3 separate regions of the Mus musculus genome follow, and regions 1 and 3 are each linked to region 2. A link is a contact called in public Hi-C data. All regions are on one chromosome and are shown on one strand. Each heading gives the region's core, a stretch centred on a gene start, on an enhancer-like site or on the middle of the called end of the contact. The rest is flanking DNA. Distances are from core to core; before and after follow the strand shown.

What was found. A called contact is a pair of places that touch in the nucleus more often than the background predicts.
Region 1: a Hi-C map of rod photoreceptor shows a contact between it and region 2, with 4 times the contacts expected there. The contact joins the promoter of Zfp619 here to the enhancer-like site in region 2. A contact is called at or near these places in 1 of 39 promoter capture datasets (pre-B cells), 13 of 484 Hi-C or Micro-C datasets (B cells, CD4 T cells, CD8 T cells and 9 more), 7 of 115 datasets of contacts at active chromatin or transcription factors (bone marrow-derived macrophages, effector CD8 T cells, memory CD8 T cells and 4 more) and 2 of 9 other capture datasets (adipose tissue and liver).
Region 3: a Hi-C map of rod photoreceptor shows a contact between it and region 2, with 1.9 times the contacts expected there. The contact joins the promoter of Zfp939 here to the enhancer-like site in region 2. A contact is called at or near these places in 3 of 39 promoter capture datasets (cranial neural crest, liver and neutrophils), 5 of 484 Hi-C or Micro-C datasets (microglia, muscle stem cells, natural killer cells and 1 more) and 4 of 115 datasets of contacts at active chromatin or transcription factors (bone marrow-derived macrophages and microglia).

What each region holds. Positions count from the first base shown.
Region 1 is chr7:39,516,420-39,519,119 of GRCm38.p6, reverse strand. It overlaps Zfp619 (zinc finger protein 619), which reads right to left and starts at 1,354. Exons shown (of 4, transcript NM_001004139.2): 1 at 1,256-1,354. The coding sequence starts at 1,258.
Region 2 is chr7:39,654,639-39,657,338 of GRCm38.p6, reverse strand. No RefSeq gene overlaps it. Among named protein-coding and RNA genes, the nearest start is that of Gm26327, 26 kb to the right of the region's middle. Within about 2 kb of position 1,403, at least 90 of the 459 cell types and tissues checked have an H3K27ac peak or open chromatin away from gene starts, as enhancers often do. A contact at or near this core is called in B cells, CD8 T cells, Th1 cells and 12 more, where this site is marked.
Region 3 is chr7:39,448,073-39,450,772 of GRCm38.p6, reverse strand. It overlaps Zfp939 (zinc finger protein 939), which reads right to left and starts at 1,255. Exons shown (of 6, transcript NM_001243021.1): 1 at 1,120-1,255. The coding sequence starts at 1,122. It also overlaps the pseudogene Gm5590.

The DNA of each region.
Region 1 (2,700 bases), core at 105-2,604, 140 kb after region 2:
ACCCGTGGGGTTCACAAACATCAACTCAAGCTCAAGGGACTTACCGCCATCTTCTCCCCTCCGAGGGAACTAGGCATTATGTAATATGCATACAAAACATTCAAACATATAAAATACATAAATCTTAAAAATAAAGATTGTGCGGGAAGGGAAAACACATGAGACTGGTAAGTAGCACAGTTGGTATAGAGCCTTCTGAGGAGCAGGAAGAAGCCTTGGGTTCCTTTTGAAGCACTACATAAAGACAGAAATGGCTGACACATATCTTTAGTCTTTAATCGGGTGGTATTGCAGGTCTAGTTTCTCTGCGTTATCTTTAAGAGGTTCCGTACTTCGAGTTTCTTTCACTTTTTGAATTACACTCACTCTTGCGGTGAGTGAAAAAAGAAAGATCAGAAGTTCAAAGTTAACCCTCGGTAACACAGCGAGTTTAAGCATAGACTGAGTCATGAGTGTCTATCTCTAAAGAAAACAGTCAGCACACTAGAATAGGTCACACACACACACACACACACACACACACACACACGCGCGCGCGCGCACTATCATCTGACTGTAAAACTTTGTTTAAACTACAATAATAAAAGCAATCTACTCTGGAGAATGTTCTCAGCCCAGCATCTTTAATCAAAGCATTCCGGAGGCAGAGGCAGGATATCTGTGAGTGCATGCAAGGCCAGCCTGGTCTACAAAGAGAGCTCCGGAGGGAGCCAGGACTTCGTAGAGAGACCCTATTTCAAAAGCCAAAACAAATGTCCTATTTCACAATAAAAAGATAAAGAGAAAATTAGGAAATAAAGGTAAAAGAATACAGTTAGCTGTTTTTGACAAAGAAACAAAGAAAACTCAAGGAATTCCCTTCATTAATAAATATTAGTGAGCCACCTTAACATCTATATGTAAGAAATTAATAAAGGACTTTATAACTGTCACGAAAATTAACTCTAAGTGTATTCTAAACCTAAATAATGAAATGCGAAGTACAGAACCTCTTAAAGATAACTGAGACGAACTGGACTCACAACACTGCCTAAGAGCCCGTAACAAAGTGACGTCACCCGAAAAGGCGAGAGGGGCGGAGCCTCCTGCCACCGCGCTCTGCGCTCTACGCAAGCGCGGCCCGAGGGGCGGAGCTGACCAGAGCCGGGGCCCAGAACAGCGCTTCCGCTCCAGCCGCAAGGAGGCTCCACCAGACGGCCTCCCGGGGCTCAGCCCGCCTCTCCTCCCCGTCTGAGGACAGCAGCCCCTTGCTCACCATGGCGCGGCTTCCGATCTCGACTGCACTCTCCCCACAGGTCCTGGCAGCGGAGCTCGCAAGCGCGGCTCAAGTGGCACCTCGCTCAGCCTTAAAGGGGAACCCGGAGCATGGCGGCGAAAAACCCGCCTCTCGCCGCTCGGCAGCGCCCTTTATTGGACAGCTGGTCTGGCTGCTCTGAATGGCTAGCAAGGCCGGAGTGACAGGAGAGAGTGGAAGCGAAGAGACAAAGGCAGCCCAGCGGGTCCTTGTGGCCCGTGGCTTGTCCCCCGAGTACACACGTGAAGGAGTTTTCCTTTTAGGAACTTACTCCTGCCTTCCAGAGCTGGACCTGCCGTCTAGAGTCGTGCGTTCGCACTGTCCACTACACGCAATGGCTAGTATAGGGATCGCCGTGAATTTTTATACAAAAGGTTAATTTAAAAATTTTAATTGCATGTATTTAGTTAAAAGAAAAGTGTGGCAGAAGAACATGTGTCCCACAGAGCATGAGTGGAAGTTAAAGGGCAATTAGCTAGAGTTGATGGCCCCTTTGCACCTTATGGGTCCTGGGGATCGAACTCAATTCATAGGGTTTAGAAGCAAGCACCTTTACTCGCTGAGCCATTTCGCTTTTCCAAAAGTTGATTAAAAAAAAAAATTTAAGCGCAACTGTTATTTACTTTTGAAAGGGAGGTGGGGATAAAGAGACTGCCAAATTTAGAGACCAGTCTAGCTAGGTCCTGTAATCCCAGTACATGGGAGGCTGAGGCAGGAAAATCAGGCATCTGACAAGGCTACAGACTGGATTCAAGGCCAGTCTCAGAACAGAAACACACACAACACAGAAACACTCTGTAATACAATGCTTCCATAGCATGGTTGAAACCAGAGGTTGAATCTTGGGTACCCACCTCAAACTTGAAGGCAAAAAACTAATTACAGAAATAAATAAAAGGGCTGGAGGATAGGAGGTTAAAGAGTGTGTATTGCTCTTCCAGAGAACCTTAGTTCTCTTCCCAAGCTCACACATCTGTCAACTCACAACTGCCTGTAAATTCAGTTTCAGAGGAACTCATGCCTTCTACTTTTGCCCATGAAATAAAATGAAATCTAATAAGATACTTATCAATTGATACTGAGAGGTAAGAATGTGGGTTCATGGGCTGTGATGGCGCATCCCTTTAATCCCAGCGTTCCTGAGGCAGAGGCAGGTGGATCTCTGTGAGTACAAGGCCAACTTGGTTTATTTCAGCTGCCAACAAACTAATGCCAAGAAAATGAAGCTGGGCTTGGGGGCAAGGGACTGTAACCTCAGAACTTCAAAGACTGAGGCAGAGCTGGCCTGAGCTATGGAAATACCCTAAACTAAAATTGTTCAAACATCTCAAACATACTCCACCTATCATATAATAAGCACTTGATAAATGTCTACAGAAAGTAAATTTTAAGTATCAAAAAAAAAT
Region 2 (2,700 bases), core at 154-2,653:
GGTAGATCTTGCTATCAGCCCCACCCAGGTTCCCCTGGATCCACGGATGAAGGAAAGCCTTCCTTGGCTATTGCTCATGCCCTTCTTTCACTCCCAGCTCAGCACCCTAAATCTGTCCTCTGCTTCAGTTGCTCAGTTACCTTTAGCCCCAGCTCAATACCCTAAACCTGCCCCCAGCTTAGTTATGTTTCTAACCTGCCACCTGCTACCCCCAGGCCTAGTGGGGAAGTGGCCAATGGTCACTCCGCCCTAGATCTCACATAGCTGGTGTCTCTCTCTCCCTCCCTCCAAAGCACATCAAATCTCTTTCTCCATTCTCTCTTGTCTGATACCCTGCTTGTGGGAAAACTGGAAGTCTGCCTATTCCACCCAGCTCATTGGCCATTAGCATCTTTATTGATCGATCAAGAACCAACTGGGAAACAGGACCTTCAGTATTCACATACAGATTCCTGATCAAGGCATCAGAACTACCCTGTATAAGTATGCCTAAGGCACCAGATGGGAAAGCATACATTCTGGGCAAGGACAAGAGGCGGTATTGAGCACCATGATCCTGTTCATTCAGCCCCTTCTACAGGGTCTGTGGAACAATGGAATGGTCTATTTGCCTTGTTTGGCTCCTGTAGGTTCTCACACTATCTACAGACAGCAATGTGACAGAATGCAATTAGGACACAGAAAGACACGGGTAACTTTAATCTTTTTGATGTGACAGCAGAACCTCCCTGGAGCCAACAGCTCATTTTTATTCTTCATCCACTCAGCTCCCAGGTCTGATTGCTGATACCAGTGGTTCGGCAATTGCACATGCCCTCCCACAGCTGGCTGCCTCCTGCTTGTTTATGAATACCTACGTCCACCTGGTTTACCTCCTCCCTCACTTCGTAGAGAAGACTTTTCATCTGTCTTGGCCATAGATGGTATTGCGTGTAAAGCCTGAGACACGGCTGCATCTGAAGAAGGGCAAAAGAAAGTAGTTTTCCCTAAGCCCATATAGTTTGCTGACATTGGAGATGTATGTGGCAGGAGAGGATCCGTGAGCTCAGATTAGGGCTCCAGGTTCTCAAAGCAGCCAGAGCCCAAGGACCATGTGCTGAATGTACACAGACATTGATACTGTGTGGTCTTGTGAAATATGACTTCAGGGCTTTACAACACTATCCTCAGCTCCCTTCCTCCTTTCCCTGACACCAGTGCTGTGACACCAATGTGGTTTCCACTGGCAAACCTAAGAAATACAGCATGACATAAAAATCAGAAGGTGAGTATGGGAATAGGAGCTAGACAGATCGGGGAAGGGACCAGTGAGAGATAAATGCAGATGCCATGCTTCTCGATGCTTCTTCCTCCTCCTGATCTCAGACAAAGGCTGGCAGGCCTTTTCTCTCACCAGCAGGGATGGACCTAGACATCATTACCCAAAGCAGTGGGTGTGTCAGCTTCCTTTTCTTTGTCTAAACTGATAAATCCTAAATTATGGAGAAGAGATTCATTTCAGCCCAGCAAAAACATTAAAAAACCCCAGCCAGCCCTCCACGGGAAAAAACGGTCTTGGCCCGTCTCTCCCCCGCAGGCAATCTTTCCCTCTGTCTTTCTGACTGTCTCTTAATAGCGTTCGCGCGCCCGACGAGGAAGAACACAACAGACCAGAATCTTCTGCGGCAAAACTTTATTGCTTACATCTTTTGGAGCCAGGAGGGCAAGCGCCCAGCGCCCAGCCCCAAAAACGAAAGCCCCTTCTATTCTTACATCTTTAGGAGCCAGAGCTCCGCTCCGGCGCGCCAAAGCGCAGAGCGCGCTCTATTGTTTACATCTTTAGGCAGCGAGAGAGCGCAGGGCGCGCAGAGCCAGAGAGATGCCAGCGAGAGAGAGTGGCGGAAACCCCCGTCCCCTTTAAGGAGGAGTTATCCTTCACTTAGGACGCATCACTCCCTGATTGGCTGCAGCCCATGGCCGAGCTGACGTTCACGGGAAAAGCAGAGTACAAGTAGTCGTAAAATACCCTTGGCACATGCGCAGATTATTTGTTTACCACTTAGAACACAGGATGTCAGCGCCATCTTGTGACGGCGAATGTGGGGGCGGCTCCCAACAACTGTCTGCACTTCTTCACCTTTGATGAAACTTATCTGTTACTTCCTGTCCAAGATATATTTCCTGCCTTTTTATTCTTTTAATTGACAGAGAAAATAAATCCACTCAAGAGCCCTAGATGATAACACAGGGGTACAGAAGAATAGGAGTAGAAAGCTGTTAGGCACTGGGAATAGGGAAGCTAAAGAGGCCATCTCCTGTAGCCAGGCAGGAACCCCAATGGTGCAATAGGGACACCAACCCACTCACAAAACTTTTGATCCAAAATTTATCCAGTTTATAAGAGTTTCAGGGATAGGGAATGGAGCAGAGACTGAGGGAATGGCCAACCAATAACCAGCCTGACTTGAAATCCATCCTATAGGCAAACACCAATATCTGACACTATTAATGATTAATGACACTATTAAGAGTATTAATGATACTCTTTTATGCCTCCAGATTGTAGCCTAACATGGCTGTCCTCTGAGAGGCTCAACCTAGTAGCTGACTCAGAAAGATACAGAGACCCACAGCTAAGCACTGGATGGAGCCTGGGGAGTCTTATGGAAGGACAGGAGGACAGGTTGCCAGCCCCTAAGGTAACAGAGATGAAAGACCAAT
Region 3 (2,700 bases), core at 6-2,505, 210 kb after region 2:
CGATTCACTTCCTGGTTCCCCTTTAATACTCAAACCATGTATTTTATATTTTTCCTTTCTAAACTTATTCAAAAATGCTCCTGAGACTTAACCAGAGAACAAAGTCTATGATGGGTGTTTCTGAGAATTCCTTTGTCAATGCACCTTAGCCTCAGGCAGACTCTTCAGACAAGGGCAAAAAGCAGCCACAAACTTCACCAAAATATTACAAAAGCAGTCTCTAGGCCACATACTGAAGTTCTTCGCCACTGAAACCTCTTTGGTCAGGTCCGCACAGTTCAAATCACTCAAAGCAACAAGGTCTTCCATATTCCTACTAGGACAGCTCATTAAACCCCACTTAAAGCATCCCACTGCTCTCCAAATCTTCTACACAAAAAGGACCCAGTATGAGCCCTGATGGTGCATGAGTATAATCCCAGACATTTTAGAAGCCAATATAGGAAGATAGCAAATTCAAGGCCACACTGGCCTACACTGGGACCCTGTCTCTATCCTGGCACAGAATTTGTCTAATATGCACAAATCTCCAGGTATTCCATCCTCAATGCCATATATACAGACATATCACACAGATTCAGATCAATCCCCAGACACATAAAGGCAGACGCATACAAGCTAGCCCTGGACCCACCTCCGCAGGTGATGAGCAGTGGAGAAGAGGTAGGGAGGTAATAAGCCACTGCCTTCTCAATAATGGTAGAAGATTCACACAGCCAACGTCCTAGAGAACCCAAGTGACTTAAGGAAATGCTTCGCGACAGCAAAGCCATAGTGCTGGCAGGCGCTCGTACACCTAGATTTGGAGAGTCCGGTTCAAAAACCACAAAGACATGAAAACAGACACACACACCCAAAGGCGTACTCAGAACCCAGCAGAAAACACAGCGCGAGTCCGGGAACGCACTGGCCTAGATGCAGCGACGACTGCTCTTTCCGCAGCACGCCTTGGCCAGGCCACTCTCAAAAGCCTTTCTCGGCCACCCCGGCCCAGGTGCCTGAAAACCCATCAGCCCTGGCAGGACACCAGTGCCTGGCTGGACGGGACCGTCCGGAGGGGCCAGGCGGGAAGGTGCGGTGTGCCAACACTGAGCCCAGGTCAGGACGCCATGCGCTCACCATTTCCGGTTCCTGGACACCAGGGTCCTAATTACGGAGCTTCCCCCAGCAGCGATGGGCACTGACGACAGAAAGAGGCAGAGAATCGCAGATACCAAGCAGAAGCGCCTGACAGATCCCAACCCCGATGGTGGTGGGTGGGTAGTGGTAAGTGGGCGGGGATAAAAAGAACCTTCGTTCAATGCCCGCCCTCCTACTTTCTCAGGGAATCCGATTGGATCCTCCTATAACAGTGCTTTTGATTGGACAGGGATTCAGGCCTTGCCCTCCTGAGTGACAGGAGAAAGGAGCTGTAGGGGTGTCTTTCCAGTGACCAACAAATGCTAGACAGGTCACAGTGTGCTCTCTGAGCCGCCAGCACTCCAATCCCACGGAGTGAAAGTAACTATTCTGCACCCATGTAGAAAGGAATTTGCCTCTGGCGAAGGACTCAATAGTAACTGTGATTTTTGCTTTTGTTTTGTTCTTTTCATTTAATTAGCAGATTTTTCTTGTTTTATTTTTTTGTCGTTTTTACGTCCTATTTATTTATTTGTTTTCGTGGGGTTTCACCTGCCTTGGCACACGTGTAGTGTTCAGAGGACAACTTGTGAGAGTTGTTCTTTCGTTCTACCATGTGAGTCCCACGGATCGCTTTGATGTAGGAGCCTTTACTCACTGAATCATCTCATTGGCCAAGTTTGTTTTCTCAAATTTTCTTTTACTTACATGTGTACATGTGTGGCCAGAGAAGAAGGTTGAAAATCTTCTTCTGTGACACGTGGACTTTATTCTCCTGGGACAAAGCTTCTTGCTTAACCTGGAGGAAAGCTGGCAGCCAGCCCACCCCAGTGGTCCCCAGTCTCTCTATAGCCCTCAACTTTCTTATGTACATGCTAGAGATTCAGACTCAGGGTCTCACACTTGGAGATTCACCCTTACTCTTTAAACCATCCCTCCAGTTTCTTTTTGGCTCAGTATGTTATCGTGACTTGCTGGGAACTCGTTACAGATATGACCTTGAACTGGTAGTAATCTCTATAAAGCCTGAACATTTCTGTGATTAGAGTTAATTTACAGCTAATGTGTTACTCTACCTGATGTCGATTCTGTTTTAATCCATACTCGAGGGCAGCAATAAAATTATATCACACAGACAAGATTACTTCTGAATTCGTTATCTGAAAACACAAATGGTGTTATTTGGCCATGTTGTTCATAAATAACACGGTTTTGTTTATTATTTAAAAGTAAAGCCATAAAGGTGCCTCATTGAGTTTTCCACCAAATTGGATAACATGAGTTCCATTCCTAGAACCCAGATACTATAAGGAGAGAACCAACTCTCAAAAGTTGTCCTCTGACCTCCATATATGCTCTGTGATAGCCATACTGTTTGCTTTTCTGATGCTATGCTTAAACACTGACCAAAAGCAATTCAGGGAGGAAAGGGTTTATTTGGCTTATAACCTAAAGTCTGTCTTTGAGAAAAGTCAGGGCATGTTAGGCACACAAAAGTTCTTGTGCCCACAGAGCATTAGGAAGCCAGGAATGTTAAACACATGGCGTTCTGTCCTCAGTGGAAGAGATAAAAATGCTGTT